2 separate regions of the Sus scrofa genome follow, and region 1 is linked to region 2. A link is a contact called in public HiChIP or PLAC-seq data. All regions are on one chromosome and are shown on one strand. The core of a region is the stretch at or near the end of the contact, and the rest is flanking DNA. Distances in the headings are between cores, read along the strand shown.

Region 1 (6,922 bases), core at 1,984-4,483, 100 kb after region 2:
TTCCTGTCGTGGTGGAGCGAGACGAATCTGACTAGGAACCACGACGTTGCAGGTTCGATCCCCGGCCTTGCTCAGCAGGTTAAGGATCCGGCATTGTCATGGGCTGTGGTATAGGTCGCAGACGTGGCTCGGATCTAGTGTTAGGGGTCTCAGTCTCTCTGTAAAATTCACCTCTTAAGATGCTAAACTCTCGGGTATCCTGCGTCGGTGTGGCCGTGGCGGCCCGTGTCCTTTGCACCTGCGTCCACCGTCTGCCCGCAGCCTTTGCATCGCTGCCCAGGTTTCCCATGGAGGTTGAAGCTCAGCCACTCAGCACCACTCTGTTCCCCACGGAAGCCCAGGCAGCCTGGGTGCTTGAACAGGTTCCCGGGGAGTTACACAGCTGTGCTGCCAGTACGGTGACACGCCCCCTTTGACATCAGAGGGGGTCAAGGACCGTGCTCTTTACGTCTTGAACCTCTATGACAAGACCGATCCCGAAAAGCTCAGTAACCTCCCATTGTATGAAAGACCTGGGCTTAGACAGTTTGGACTAAGTGGGGATTATCATGACCACGGAGGACGAATTTGGGTCTGAAATTCCTGATATAGACGCGGAGAAGTCAACGTGCCCACAGGAAATTGTAGACTATGTTGCAGATAAGAAGGATGTATATGAATAAAGTATCAGACCCCTTTTCTTCACTGAAGAAAACTCAGAAGATGCTGGAATGTGTCTGGAAGTGAGAACATATCCTGAATCACTGCTCCCTGGGACAGAGTAATTCTGTTTAGACTGTACTTAAATTGTCTCAAGTGTTTTTACCCTTTGAAAATAAATCTATAAAAAAAAAAAAATCTAAACTCTCAGTACTGGCGAGGCAGAAATTTAACCTAAAAATTTTGAAGACTGGTTTAAAGATTCGAGGTTTACAGGACACAAACAAAACAGAACAGCCACTCTACAGAAGAACCCCCCCCCCCCCCCGCCCCGAGTGAAGCCTGGGGGCTGCCACGCCTGTCTCCCTCAGGGCTAAGTGACTACCTGCTTCTGGGCAAGTTTTTACATGTTCCCAGCAGTGGCCAATCAGGCAAAGCGGCTCTACAGGGCCACTGTGAGAGGGCCATTATGTACTTACACCCGGGTTAAACCAGTTCTCATTTCAGTTTCTTAGGAATGGTGGACCAAACATCCTGTGGGCAATTCCACGAAAATTCCATCTCCCCAGCAGGCTAGTAGTTCAAGATTATGTTCTCACGGAGCAGGAAGAGCAATGTGCTGTAAGGAGCAGCTGAGCTGTAGCTGGAGGCAGCACTGACACCCCCTAGTGAAAACATCACCTGTATTACCCTGTAAATTCAAATCCACCAGCAGCAATAAAGGAACACCTCCCCTCTGATGCTTGAGGCAGCCTCCTACACCAAGTTGCCTCCCAGCAGTAAAGATGAGCCTTTCAACATCTGCAATGCCTCTCAAAATCAGCCCCTCTTCTGGCCTAAAGGGCACCACAAACAGAAGAATCAGAAAAGACAGTGGCACCTGAGGGGTTTAAGAAGAGGACACAGCCGGGTATTTAATGAAGTAAGGTCTTTAATAGTACTTCCAGGGGTTAATCACGCTGCCACTGGCAAAAAGCGAGCCCCATGTACCGCCACCAAGGGCTGCCACCCTCGCATCCTGCCCGGATGACCAGTGTCTCCCAGGACACACCGCCAGGGCCTCCAGTATCCCCAGTGGCTTCCCCATCAGTGCCTTGGGGACCCTGCTGTTCCTCTCCAGAAGGGAAACGCAATGGTCGTGAAGGATGTCTGCTGTACAAAGCGATGCTCCCTGCTGCTCTCTGAACCAACACCCGCCTCCATTTCTCAAGCCTTCCAACTCCATGCAGTTGCCCCATTAACCAGGAAGGACTCTGAGCAGCACTGACGCAACAACCAGGAAACCACCCAACAGAACAACCCGGAAGCTCCTCCACCATGGCCAGTGATAAGAATTCTTAATGACTTGCAAGAGAAGCTGAAGGAGAATGTTATTTACTACAAGGCGTCGGAACAGCCAGGTGCCACTCACCGTTGGATAGTGCTTGTTGAAGCTCGTTGTCCGATATCACGCCGCTCCTGTCTTTGTCAACCCTACAAAATTAAGACCAGTTAGGTTTAATTAAAAGTGCTGGAAAAACAAAACCTGGCAAGCACAAAGGTTCGCTTCTTGCACCCCTCCTACACTGGCTCTGGCTGCTCCTTCTCTGGGCCTTTCACTTCCGGCTGCTCCACTTCTCATCGCCGCCTCTGGCTGGGGAGTCGGGGGGCCTGCCTCCTGCCCTGTCCTAGGCACTCCCCCTCCTGAATTCCAAGCAGGTTCTCCACTTTCTCAAGCCTTTCTCCCTCCACCTATCAGAATTCTACCTGCACCAGCTTTTCTCTTTTTCACAAACAGTTAAAGATTCTCTCAATTAAGTCATTCCCCGACCATGAGTCACTGCAGTTTCGATCATTCTCTCGCTGGAAGGGCGCCTAGGAGCAGAAGGCCCTGAGGTGACCGGTCACCTGCCCAGCAGCCGTGGCCCAGCTTCTTTCCTGGCTCCTAGCATTTCAGCAGCCCGGTCAGAGTCTGCCTTTCTGCGCTCCTAAACAAGCATCCCCCCGAGGCCCAGTGCGGGAACGGGCTGTTAAGGCAGGAGGATAGAGGCCCAGGACCAGGACAAGGGGGCTGCGAACCCCCGGGGGCGACTCGGCATCTCGGGAGGGGCTCAGAGAGGAAGAGGGACGGAGCAGGGGCGGGAGCGGCAGGAAGGAGGCTGGACTGGAGGCCGAGGGGGACCAGAAAGGAGGTCGGACAGGAAGCCAAGGATGGGGGTGGGACGGAGCAGGGGCAGGAGGACCGGAAAGGAGGTCGGAGAGGAGGCCGGAGGAACGGGGGGGAGGGAAGGCTCGCGGGGGTAGGATGGAGGTAGGGCAGAGGCCAAGGATGCGGGTGGAAGCAGGCGCTGGGGGGGGTGCCGGGAAGGAGGCTGGGGGGACCGGGCGGTGGAGGGCCCAAGACTGAGGCCCGCAAGCGCCCGCGCGCCGGTCGCACCTCTGGAAGACGTTCCACAGGAAGCTCTGGTCAGGCAGCGCGGCGCCCGCAGCAGGGCCGGCCCCGGGGCCCGGGCGGTACGAGTAGGCGGCCATGGGCCGAGGTGCGGCGAGTTTTCCTTGGGACGCGGGTGGCTCCGGGCGGCTCCACTTCCGCCTCGACCTGGACTGGGCCGGGCGTCCACGCAACTTCCGGGGCGGTCGCCGGAGCTGGCGCGGCCAATCCTGTGGCGGCCCGGTTGCCAGGCAACGCCCACGCTTTGCACGGGCTTGCGGGGGTCCCAAGAGCACTGCAGAACTGGAGGCAGAGGTCAGGCTCCGCCCTGGGTCGAGGACGCGCTTTGGGAGTCCCTTCCCCCGAGGCGCAGGTTGGACATGAAGGGCGGAGGCGGTTCCCTTGAGCATGGTTCATTCCTGCACCAAAGCGAGGTCATGGAAGGACTGTGAAGGAGGGGAAGAACGCTCCCGGCATTCCCGTGCTTTTCTGCACTTTTTGCCCCGCCCCAGCTCGCGTCCCTGCGCCGGTCTCCGGGGACCACACGACGTCCCTTCTGGCATCTAAGAGCGCCCGCCGCCTGCTCGCCCAGCCTGCACGTGAGTCCACCCCGCGGCTGGGCCCAAATGTCCCCAGCTGTCCACGATGGGCGACCAGCGTGTCCTTGGCCAGTGGAAGGCGCCGCCTCCTAAGTCTGGACACCGACTGAACCTTAGCGCACCCTGTGCAGGGAAGCCCAGATTCAGGGCACTCCCGCTGCGTTTCAGCCTGTCAGGGCTTTGAGCGCTAGTCTAATCACGCTGACTTGTTTCATCCTCCTCCCCTGTTTATAGATTGCGGAGAGCACCAGGGAGGAACCTGACACGTTCCTCCCTGGACACGAATCCGCTAGTTAGCGCTCTGGCTCTGTATCTGACCCGCAGTCACTCTCCAGCGTATTGTCATGTCTCTTCTCTCTCTTTTAACCTTCAGACCATACGGTGGAGAGTTCTTTAAACTCTTTGAAGAGATTAAAAGATATTCTGATTCAGACGCACACATAGAGCATTCCTCTACAAACCTCTTCAACGCGGTTTTTTTTTTTTTTTTTTAATGACCCAGTGAATTCAAGTAGTTTCTTTTTCTTTTCTTCTGCCGTGTCAGAGGCATGTGGAACCAGGGCCAGGGATAGAATACTAGCAACAGCTGGGGCAGTGCCAGATCCTTAACCCATGGCAGCAGAACTTCTGCAGAAATGTTTCTACTTTTATGCTCCTAAAGCATTCCCATCCCTTGTTGACCAATCCTTTCTACAATTTTCCACCACTCTTTGATCTGTAGTTTCTGAAATCCATCTTTATCTTCCATCTCTGGCACACTACAAAATAACTATGATCTCGTGACCCAATTTGTAAGTTTTCCAGTACAGTGTGTACAGGGAAACTTCAGCAATTAACTTCCCAGTGAATCCGGAGGGCCTCACTGTGGGCCATCTCACTGTGCTGTGCTCTAGGGCAGGACTTAGCCTGCAGTCCTGGCCACAGACAGTTGCCATCTGTGGGGCTGGGGGGTTACCCAGAGTCCTGAGACCACCTTCCAAAGTGTCACAGCTCTAGCCATTCTTGGCCAAGTCTCCAGCCTGCCTGGACTGCCACAGCCAGCACCATCTGTGGGGCCCAGAAGTGCTCTGTCCTGCTTTCTGTTGAGTTCTAGGAATGGGAAGTGATTCACTCAAGGGAAGAACTTACTGAATCTACCCTAGTGTTTAAATATACTGTGCACAAGTCTCATAGCAGCACTGCATGAAAACGTACCAAAGAGCACATTTTATTGATGAGAAAACCATGCTGGCCTAAGATCGAAGAGGCAAGAAGATCCTAGCCCAGGTCTGCCTGTGCTTCTCCTTCATCATGTCAGAGGTGTGAAGGCTGACTTTGGGTTTTTTTTGTAATTTTTTTTTTTTTTTTTTTTTTTTTTAGGGCTGCGCCTGCGGCATCTGGAGGTTCCCAGGCTAGGGGTCCAATCAGAGCTGGGACCCCCAGCCTACACCACAGCCACGGAAACACCAGATCCTTAACCCACTGAGTGAGGCCAGGGATCCAACCTGCATCCTCATGAATACTAGTCAGATTTGCTTCCACTGAGCCACAATGGGAACGCCAAGGCTGACTCTTAAAAGGGAGATTCACTTAGAAAATGAAGGTTTAAACAAAAATATCGCCCCCTCCAATATATGTCAAATGAGTAAATGTTTATATCACATATATACATACATATCAAATATATATGTCAAATGAATTTAGGATTCATCAGAGACTAGCCTGGTACATTCACAACTAGGCCATCTCAGTCCCTGCCTTTCATCTCAGCCCCAAAGGCTAAGAACCTGCAGCTCTGACAGGCTAATCCGAGTTCACTTGTGGGCCACGCCACCTGTGCTGTGCTCTAAGGAAAGGCTTAGCCTGCTGCCATCCATGGGGTCGGGGCGGGGGTGTTGCCTGGAGTCCCGACACCACCTTAGGAACATGTACAGCAACTACAACGACCACTTTCTGCCAAGAAAGAGCGGCAGATCACCTCCCGCCTCTGCTGACCCGGCCGCTTAAGTACTGACGTGCTCGACTATCTCCTTGCCCATCTTGGATTCAATTCCCTCCCAACCAGGTCTGTTCTAAGCTTTCCATTGAAATGGTGCTTCTGGATGGAGAAGAGGAGAAATGAACTGAAAGCTAACACTTCCCTAATACTGGCCCAGCCTTTCCTTTGGTCTAATTTCTCTCAGCTAAGTGGAAAATGCCTCTTATTATCCTTAGAATTTCTCTAGGCATAGGGTGCTGGCATCCCTATCACTTTCCAGCCTCCTCTCTTGTCCATCTGACTCGGCACACAGTAAGCCTTTAATAAACAGTCACGGAGGCAGACCGTGCAGGTTACGTGCTCTCTTCCACCCTCTGTGCACACACACACACACACACAGTGTCCACCTGAGCAGCTTTCCCTTGGAAGCCACTTTGGCTCATGGCTGTGTTTACTTTCTTGACAGAACCACTCGGCATCTGCACACAGGACTCTCTTCTGTCATTTTCCTCTCTGCAGCCTCTGGCACTAATTCCAGAGCGCAGGCTTACTCTGCCCCACCCCTGTCGCGAGACATGTTTCTACAATATTTTCTTAGCCTCTTTGCTTCTATTTTGTATGCTGAAAACTCCATCTTGTCCTGCCTTACTTTACCCCATATTCCTGCTTGAAAAACAGTCACAGTGCTGGTAAATGACTTAAGAACAAAGACCTAAAGGCATAAGTTATTCATGTGATCAGCTGAATGAGGACATAATGCGCTGGTCTAGGCACGCCAGACCTGTGCATTTAGGCTGGCTGCACAGCCTGCTGTGTCATCTAAAGAATAAGAGGAAAAGGAGCCTCACGGCCCCAAGGGGTTTATGAGGGGTCGTTAGCAGGATATGCATTAGCAAGGAGAAGAGGTACAAACCTAGGCACACAGTCTGCAGAAGCACAGTGGTGATTCTCTAGAATGCCATGCATAGATAGCTGATGCCAAGCTTCCTCAATGCTAATGATTATTAAATGCCTAAAGTCAGAATAAAAGCTTAATCAGCTACGGCTATGTGACTTTTAAAATAGTTAAAAAAAACCTATATCCTGCACCTACAACCCCCTCCTTACTTGTCATCCTAAAGAGCACAATAAAAGCGGTGTGGTTCCTTGGTCCCTGAGACCTTGAGTCCCCTGGTTCCCACCCTTAATTAAGATAAATGTCTCTGTGTCTCATTTTATGTTAACTTTTTCCTTAGGTTGCACAGCACCCGTTCTTCAGCCCTCATCTGCTGAGCTGGTCTCTGCACACCCCCACTTCCTTTCCAACCAACATTCTTG
Region 2 (6,626 bases), core at 2,268-4,767:
AAAACGCCAGACCCCCGCAGGTCCCGCAGCCGCCCCTTAACGCTGCCCTTGGAAGGACCCTGTGCGCGCTCGCCCAGGCGACCCGCGGCACCTAGCGGGCCAACTAGAGGCAGGACCATCCGGACTTGCTCATCAACTTTAGCAGAGGGCGCTTCCTGCCACCTGGACTCAGCTCCAGGGGGGCTGGCCCCACCACACAGAACTGGTACAGCTGAGATGCAGACTCGCTCTGGGGGCCCCTGGAAATGCCAGCCGGCGAACTGTGCCATCAGAGGAGAAGGACACACGGGAGCAGCGGCAGGTGGATGGGTAGGAAGGGCGGGCCAGGCCACAGGGCTCAGGGGCAGCTTTCACTCACGAGTCTATGCGGCGTTTAGAGATAATTTACAGTGACTTTGTCAGGTCACGCGAGGCTTCTAAATTGCTCCTGACAGCTGGTGGTTAATCTCCCAAGTTTCTAGAGCAGATTAAAATTCTGAATAAAAACACAGCAGGTCTAGGAGTTCCCATGGTGGTGCAGCAGAAATGAATCTGACTAGGAGCCATGAGGTTGCGGGTTCGATCCCTGGCCTCGCTCAATGGGTTAAGGATCTGGCGTTGTTGTGAGCAGCGGTGTAGGTCGCAGATGCAGCTCTGATTCTGCGTCGCTGTGGCTGTGGTGTGGACTGGCAGCTGTGGCTCCAATTTGACCCCAGCTGGGAGCCTCCACATACCACTGGTACGGCCCTAAAAAAAGCACACACACAAAAAAGTAGCAGGTCTAAACTATTTTTAAAATTGACATGAAACTGTTTCAAGCCAGCCTAACAGGTCTTTCAATGCTTTGCTGGTGCAAATGAGTGATCACCCTTCCATCTCATCACACTCGCCATTATCTGGACGCTACCAATGCTTTTCACCTGGAGGGGGCCTCACTGCCGCCTCGCTGGGAAGATTCACCTTCCTCACAGCCATTCTCTCCCTTTGTGTTTTTAACTCAATGAATTTTATTCCATTTGTAGGTGTACAACAATCATCACAACCAAATTTTACAGCATTTCTATCCCAAACCCCCAGCCCATCCCCCCACCCCCAACCTGTCTCCTTTGGAAACCGAAAGTTTTTCAAAGTGAGTTAGTGTCTGTTATGCAAAGAAGTTCCTTGTGCCCTTTTTTCAATTCCACATGTGACAGCATATGACATTGGTGTCTCACTGTCTAACTCCACTTGGCATGATAATTTTCTTGGTCCAACCACGTTGCTACAAATGCCATTCTTTCTTTACTTTTAATGGCTGAGTAATATTTCATTGTGTACATGTATCAAAGGCATTCTCTTAAATCCGCAAAGACTGCTGTGCTGCCAGGCAACTATAACAGGCCAGGTTCTTAACTTTTTTATAACTGTACCAAATGTGCATTATTTTAAAAGAACCTCATCTCTCCACATGAAATGAGCTGAAAGCCAATCTAAATCATAAAAGGCTGCCGCCTTTCTTTCTTGCCTCACTCTCACACACTCTAGTAAATGTGGTCAGCTCTCCTCTTTCCCATCCCAGGGCCTGCAGAGTGCCTGGCACACAGTCAGCCTCCTGCTGTGTGTGCTAGCAGGATCCAAACGAAATGCCCTCTGGACACAGTCTGAAGGAAAGTTTTTAGTAAATAAGTGTTTTTTTAAATAGTTAAATGGACACTTCTGGGTGCTTAAAAGACTGTTCCTCTGGCTTTTTAAATCTTCCCACGGTCTTCTCTATAAACCTACCGGCTGGCAAGGAACTGTTGGAAAGGATGCACTAACAAAGGCAAAGTCCATGGCCTGCCTCTCTTCATGGCATCACAAAGCCCAGCTCGGCAAAATTACAATGATTCTGCTAAGCAGGAACCTGAACTTGGGACAAAAGGCTCGGTCCAGCCTGAGAGTGAAGCAGGCGCCCACAGCCACCCCAGTCTCCACTCCAGTCTCATACCTTCAGCCTGGCTTCCACGGAGGCCTTCTTCCTGGCCTCTCTTCTGCGGTACTGCTCCACTTTGTCCAGCTGGTCCGGGCGCTGGAGCATCCCGGCAACCCTCTGGACAGCTGTTGCAACAGCCTCCCGGTCCGTCTCCTTCATGGTTACAGAGCAGGCAGAATCTCTGCACCTGTCATACTAGGGATACCCTGTGTCCACAGGCAGAGACAGAACAGGAGAGGAGGATGTGTCAGGAAGGTAGAGATGTCAGGTACAAAGCATCCCCCTGCTCCAGTAACATTCAGTTGTTCACAGTGGAGCTATAAGGAGAGCATTTGAGATCATTAATCTAATAGACATGAAACACAGCTGAGCTAGGATTATGACCTCCTTGATATGAAACACAAACCTTCAGAACCCAGTGTTATCCCTAAGGGGCGCAGAGGCAATTACAAGCATAAGATATTAACATGCGGATCCAGACTACTCAGCACCTCAGATGTCAATCTCCCCCGGACAGGTCCAATTTCTAATTGCCACCAGCCCTGACTAGCCAGTGGGGCCGAGGTGCCAGGACGCCTCAGGAAAGCTATGGAGGCACAGTGACAGCACACACTTTACCGTGCCTGCTCAAGTTTGAGCACCATCCTCTGATCCCCCTCAAAATCACTGTCTGTAGCACCCAAAATTCCATTCCCTACTGCTTAACAGCCCTAGTAAACAGAGGTGAGAGGGCACAAGGCACTCTGCTCAGATGCAATGTACACAGCACAGATGCTGCATACAAGCACACCTGCCTTCAGCGCCAGCTCCTCCAACCTGCCAGCCAGGGAGCTGGCGACGCCTGCTGAGCTTTCGGCAAAGCAGAGGACTGACTTCAGCTACTGAAGTCCATTTCCATGCACATTTTCTGCGCACGGCTTCTCAAAGATATTTCTCAAAGCAACGCGAGGTCCGCGGAGACCCTTGAGGGACCTGTGAAATAACTCCCCCGTCTGCACACGAGTGCGTTCCGTGTTCTCTCGGAATGTGCTGTGGCGCCGTCTCTCCCCTCCCGGTGCTGACTAGGGCACCGCGCACACGACGGGACACACGGGGCTGGGGGGCGCCGGCGTGTCTCCCCGCCCGTCTCCGCCGCGGACCCCCAGCCGCGCCCGCAGCTCTGCACCTGCTACTCCCCACCGCCTGGCGCGCCGTCAGCCTCTCCACGGACCGTCCCCGGGCCTCCCACGGCCTCCCGCACTGCCTTCCGGCCGCGCCCGCACCCGCCCGAGCCCGGGGAGAGGACAGCGGCCACGGACCGCGACTCCCGGACTGTGCCACCCGCCCGCAGCGGCCTCACCTTGCGAGCCGCCGCCGCCGCCGCCCGGAAGTGAGCCGCGACCGGCACTTCCGCTTCCGGCCTCGTGACCGGAAGGGGGTGGGCCCGGCGGGCGGGACCTTTGTTGGGCGGGTCCCTGTGCACAGAGCTGGGAGATTTCGGGACCCGCTGTCGATAGGGACCCGCTGTCGACCGGGACCCGCTGTCGACCGGCACCCGCCGAGAGTCGGCCGGGGCTGCGGGACGAGCGCGGAGCCGGGAACCGGGCGGCTGGGCTGAAGCCTGAGGGGCGGAGCGCGAGCGCATACACCCAGCGCGGAGACGCCTCTCACGGACGTCACAGGCACGCAGACACCCTACACACACCACATATAGACAGGCCACACCGCACACACGGGGCGCACAAGCACACACATGCACACGCCTGGGCTCGTGGGGGCAGGGGGCACGTGGGGGCAGGTGTATGAGTCCCCCAGTGCGGTGGCCCTATAAACCCAAACCTCCCAGCCCCCGCCCTCGCGGGGCCTCCAGTCCCTGGGCCTCCTCCACCTCCTGCCCCGTCTTGGCCCAGAGGCCGCCTTTCCCACAAAATCGCCGCTTGGCTATAAGACCCCAGCTGTTCCATCTGTGCCGCCATGTTCCCTCCAGAGGCGTTGCAGAATTTACCCAGCTCTTGGGTCACTTATCTGCACCCCGTCCCCTGTACACGTGCACAGGGGTGTCAGCGGCAGCACAGCCGCATTTCTCCATCTTTTTTTCCTAATGTGTCTTAAGCACTATCACAGGGCCTGGTATTCAGCAGGGGATGGACTGAAGGAAGGAAATGCACATAGAACAGCTCACTACCACTTCGCAGAGACAAAGCTAGAACATCTGATGGCGGGGCTTCATTTGCAAAATCAAGAAGACATTTCCACTTAAAGCAGACACATACTAACATTTATTTTACATCCATATTGCGAATTTAACAAGAACCACAGTATCAGAAATGCATTTGAAAGCTCTTTCTAAAGGCACTGAGAAAAAGTACAAAAAGTTACATTATAGTGCATCCAATTTTTAAAAATTCAACGAGTCAGTCTCCATATTGAAAGTTTTTTTCATCCAGTAGAAACTGCAAAAATATAAAATACAATTTGTGTTTGTCTTTTCCCTTCCATATCATTCCTGTATACTTGATTTTAATATGTTCTCAGCTACACAGCCAAAAGCTACAGACAATAGAAACATATAAGCCGGTAATTAGTACTGGTAATGACATTTTAAAGCAGAAATGGCCACGCCTACAGAAATGGCCAGATCTGACCTTCTACATTCCATCATCACCTTCCCCACACAATTTTTCCATAGGGGCATGGCTGTAAAATCACAAAAGTGCTGACTGGGGGAAGTTTTGTTGCCACCGACCCAGCAGAGGAAGGGACCAGGGCACATCAGGACCTGGGTCCCAAGCATGATGGTACCTTTAGAACACAAACCCCTCAGAGCTGGTGTCCAGATGCTGATTCCACACCAACAAGGCTTAATCTGCCTGTCCACCAACCGTGACCAGTTTGGTGCACGTGGTCCCAGGGGAGTGGCCACAGATGGGTGCTCTGAACCTCCAGGAACATGGCTTGGGTGCCACAGCCCTTGTGGGCAGGGGTGGCTGTGTGTCCTTCAGAAAGACTCCTCCTCACGCGAGGCTCACGCCTGCAGCTCTTCGGTTATGCGGGGATCTGGCAACAGTGTGCAAACGTGCAATGATGTCTCTCAATTCCATCTTTTCAGTCCGGGGTTTTCCGGGTGATGCATTTGGTACATGCGTGTGGCACCACCTGTCTATTGCGCCCTGAGACAGGGAAGTGTGGTGTCAGGTGCAGGGCTGCCCCAGGATATCCCAGGACTTGCCACACTGGCCTAGCCTGGTGAGAAGAGTGAGCCTGAGGGCATGGACCTGGTGAGCCATCACGGAGGGGCTCCAAAGGGGCTGAGCGCTGCTGTTGAGGTGTGGTACAGGGCTTCCATGAGGAGCGGAGCCTTGGTTTGAACCAGAAGAAAGGAGGAAGTTTCCGGCATCCCACAACTTGTCCTAGGGGTTAGATCTACAAGGAGGTGTGCCGTGCTCAGTGTGACATTAAGCAGAGGGGAGGGACGCTGAGCCAGTGTGGGTAAGAGCAGGAAGCGGGGTTGGGACAGGTCGCCATGCTGCCATCGTAACAGGCGAGGGGAAGACTTTGACGATGACAGTGGGGACAGCACAGCACCAATGTCACTTTTGCAAGGCCCCCGTGGGCTGGGCAGAGAAGAAGAGGCTGCTAGGCAGGGCTTGGGGTTCCCAGGGGCCACGAATTGACCACTCCCAACACCGGGTTCTGGTGGTTAACCTCTGTCAGTCCGGGGGAGAGACCCTCAGCCTCCCCTCAGGGGAAGCCCTTCCACGAAGCAGGCGGCCAAGGGGCATGGTCCCAGCGAGCATCTAAGTGTCCAGAAGACCCAGTCCTGCCCGCCCAGCCCTGAGCTTGACAAGGTGAATGTGCATTTAGCGAACAGCTCCAGCATTAACCCAGGAGCTGAACACTGACTCCCCAAAGCCACAGATGACAGAGTGAAGGACCCTGCATGGAACAGGGTGGGGCTGCAGGTCCCTGCTGGGGCCCAGACTCCAGAGGGAGGTGACTGGGGACAGGTGCTTGTGTCTGTAGGAAGAGGGGTCTCCAACCCCAGCACAGGGGGTCCCTGACCAGCTTTGTCCTGCTGGCTGGTGATTCTGGCCCCTGCTGTCATGTCCCATGGGGTGGGGTCACTCGGGAGGTGGGTGGACTTCACCCACGGCCATGAGCCATCTCTAGGTGGTGACTGCAGGCAACCTTTGCATCCTGTTTTATTCTTTTGCATCCAAATTTCCTGCACTCAGAATATGTTATCTTTACAATTTTAAAAATCAAACATTCCTGTCTGTCTCTAGTAATCCTTCCTAGGACAATGGCTGGAGTTTTCCCTGGAAACACCAGTCAGTAAGACAGCAAGGTGACCACATCCTACTTCCTTCTCCACCTTTGGTACCTCTCTCACTTCCAAACCCGGACTCTGTAAGGAGGCTACATGGCGTGGTGAGAGAGAGACAGCCTCAAACCACCCTTAGGGGCCCACTGAAAACACCAGAGAGACTTCTGGAAGGAACAGGACTCTATGCGGCCCCTTCTCCCTCGGAGCACGGCCGCGCGTCTCCAGCAACACCGCCCCCGGAGCGCAGGGCGGAGCCCAGCGCCGACAGCCTCTCTGGGGCTGGAACTCCGACATTCCCGCCAGGGCCGGGCGCGTGGGCTCCGCGGCTCAGCGGGCTTTATTTCTAATTTGCTGCCTGGGCAGTGGGTCACCCCAGATGTGGCTGCTCCC

The links. HiChIP or PLAC-seq counts read pairs in DNA pulled down with a chosen protein or histone mark.
Region 1: a contact with region 2 is called in an H3K27ac HiChIP or PLAC-seq map of alveolar macrophages. The contact joins the promoter of PDCD6 here to the promoter of EXOC3 in region 2. A contact is called at or near these places in 1 of 5 promoter capture datasets (liver), 4 of 47 Hi-C or Micro-C datasets (blood, embryonic fibroblasts, epiblast stem cells and 1 more) and 1 of 2 datasets of contacts at active chromatin or transcription factors (alveolar macrophages).

The regions. Positions count from the first base shown.
Region 1 is chr16:79,829,039-79,835,960 of Sscrofa11.1, forward strand. It overlaps PDCD6 (programmed cell death protein 6), which reads right to left and starts at 3,234. Exons shown (of 6, transcript XM_021076934.1): 1 at 3,056-3,234; 2 at 2,051-2,112. The coding sequence starts at 3,150. It also overlaps the pseudogene LOC110257295.
Region 2 is chr16:79,726,755-79,733,380 of Sscrofa11.1, forward strand. EXOC3 (exocyst complex component 3) reads right to left here and starts at 3,518. Exons shown (of 13, transcript XM_021077064.1): 1 at 3,270-3,518; 2 at 1,946-2,136. The coding sequence starts at 2,089. It overlaps AHRR (aryl hydrocarbon receptor repressor), which reads right to left. Exons shown (of 11, transcript XM_021077068.1): 11 at 4,166-6,626.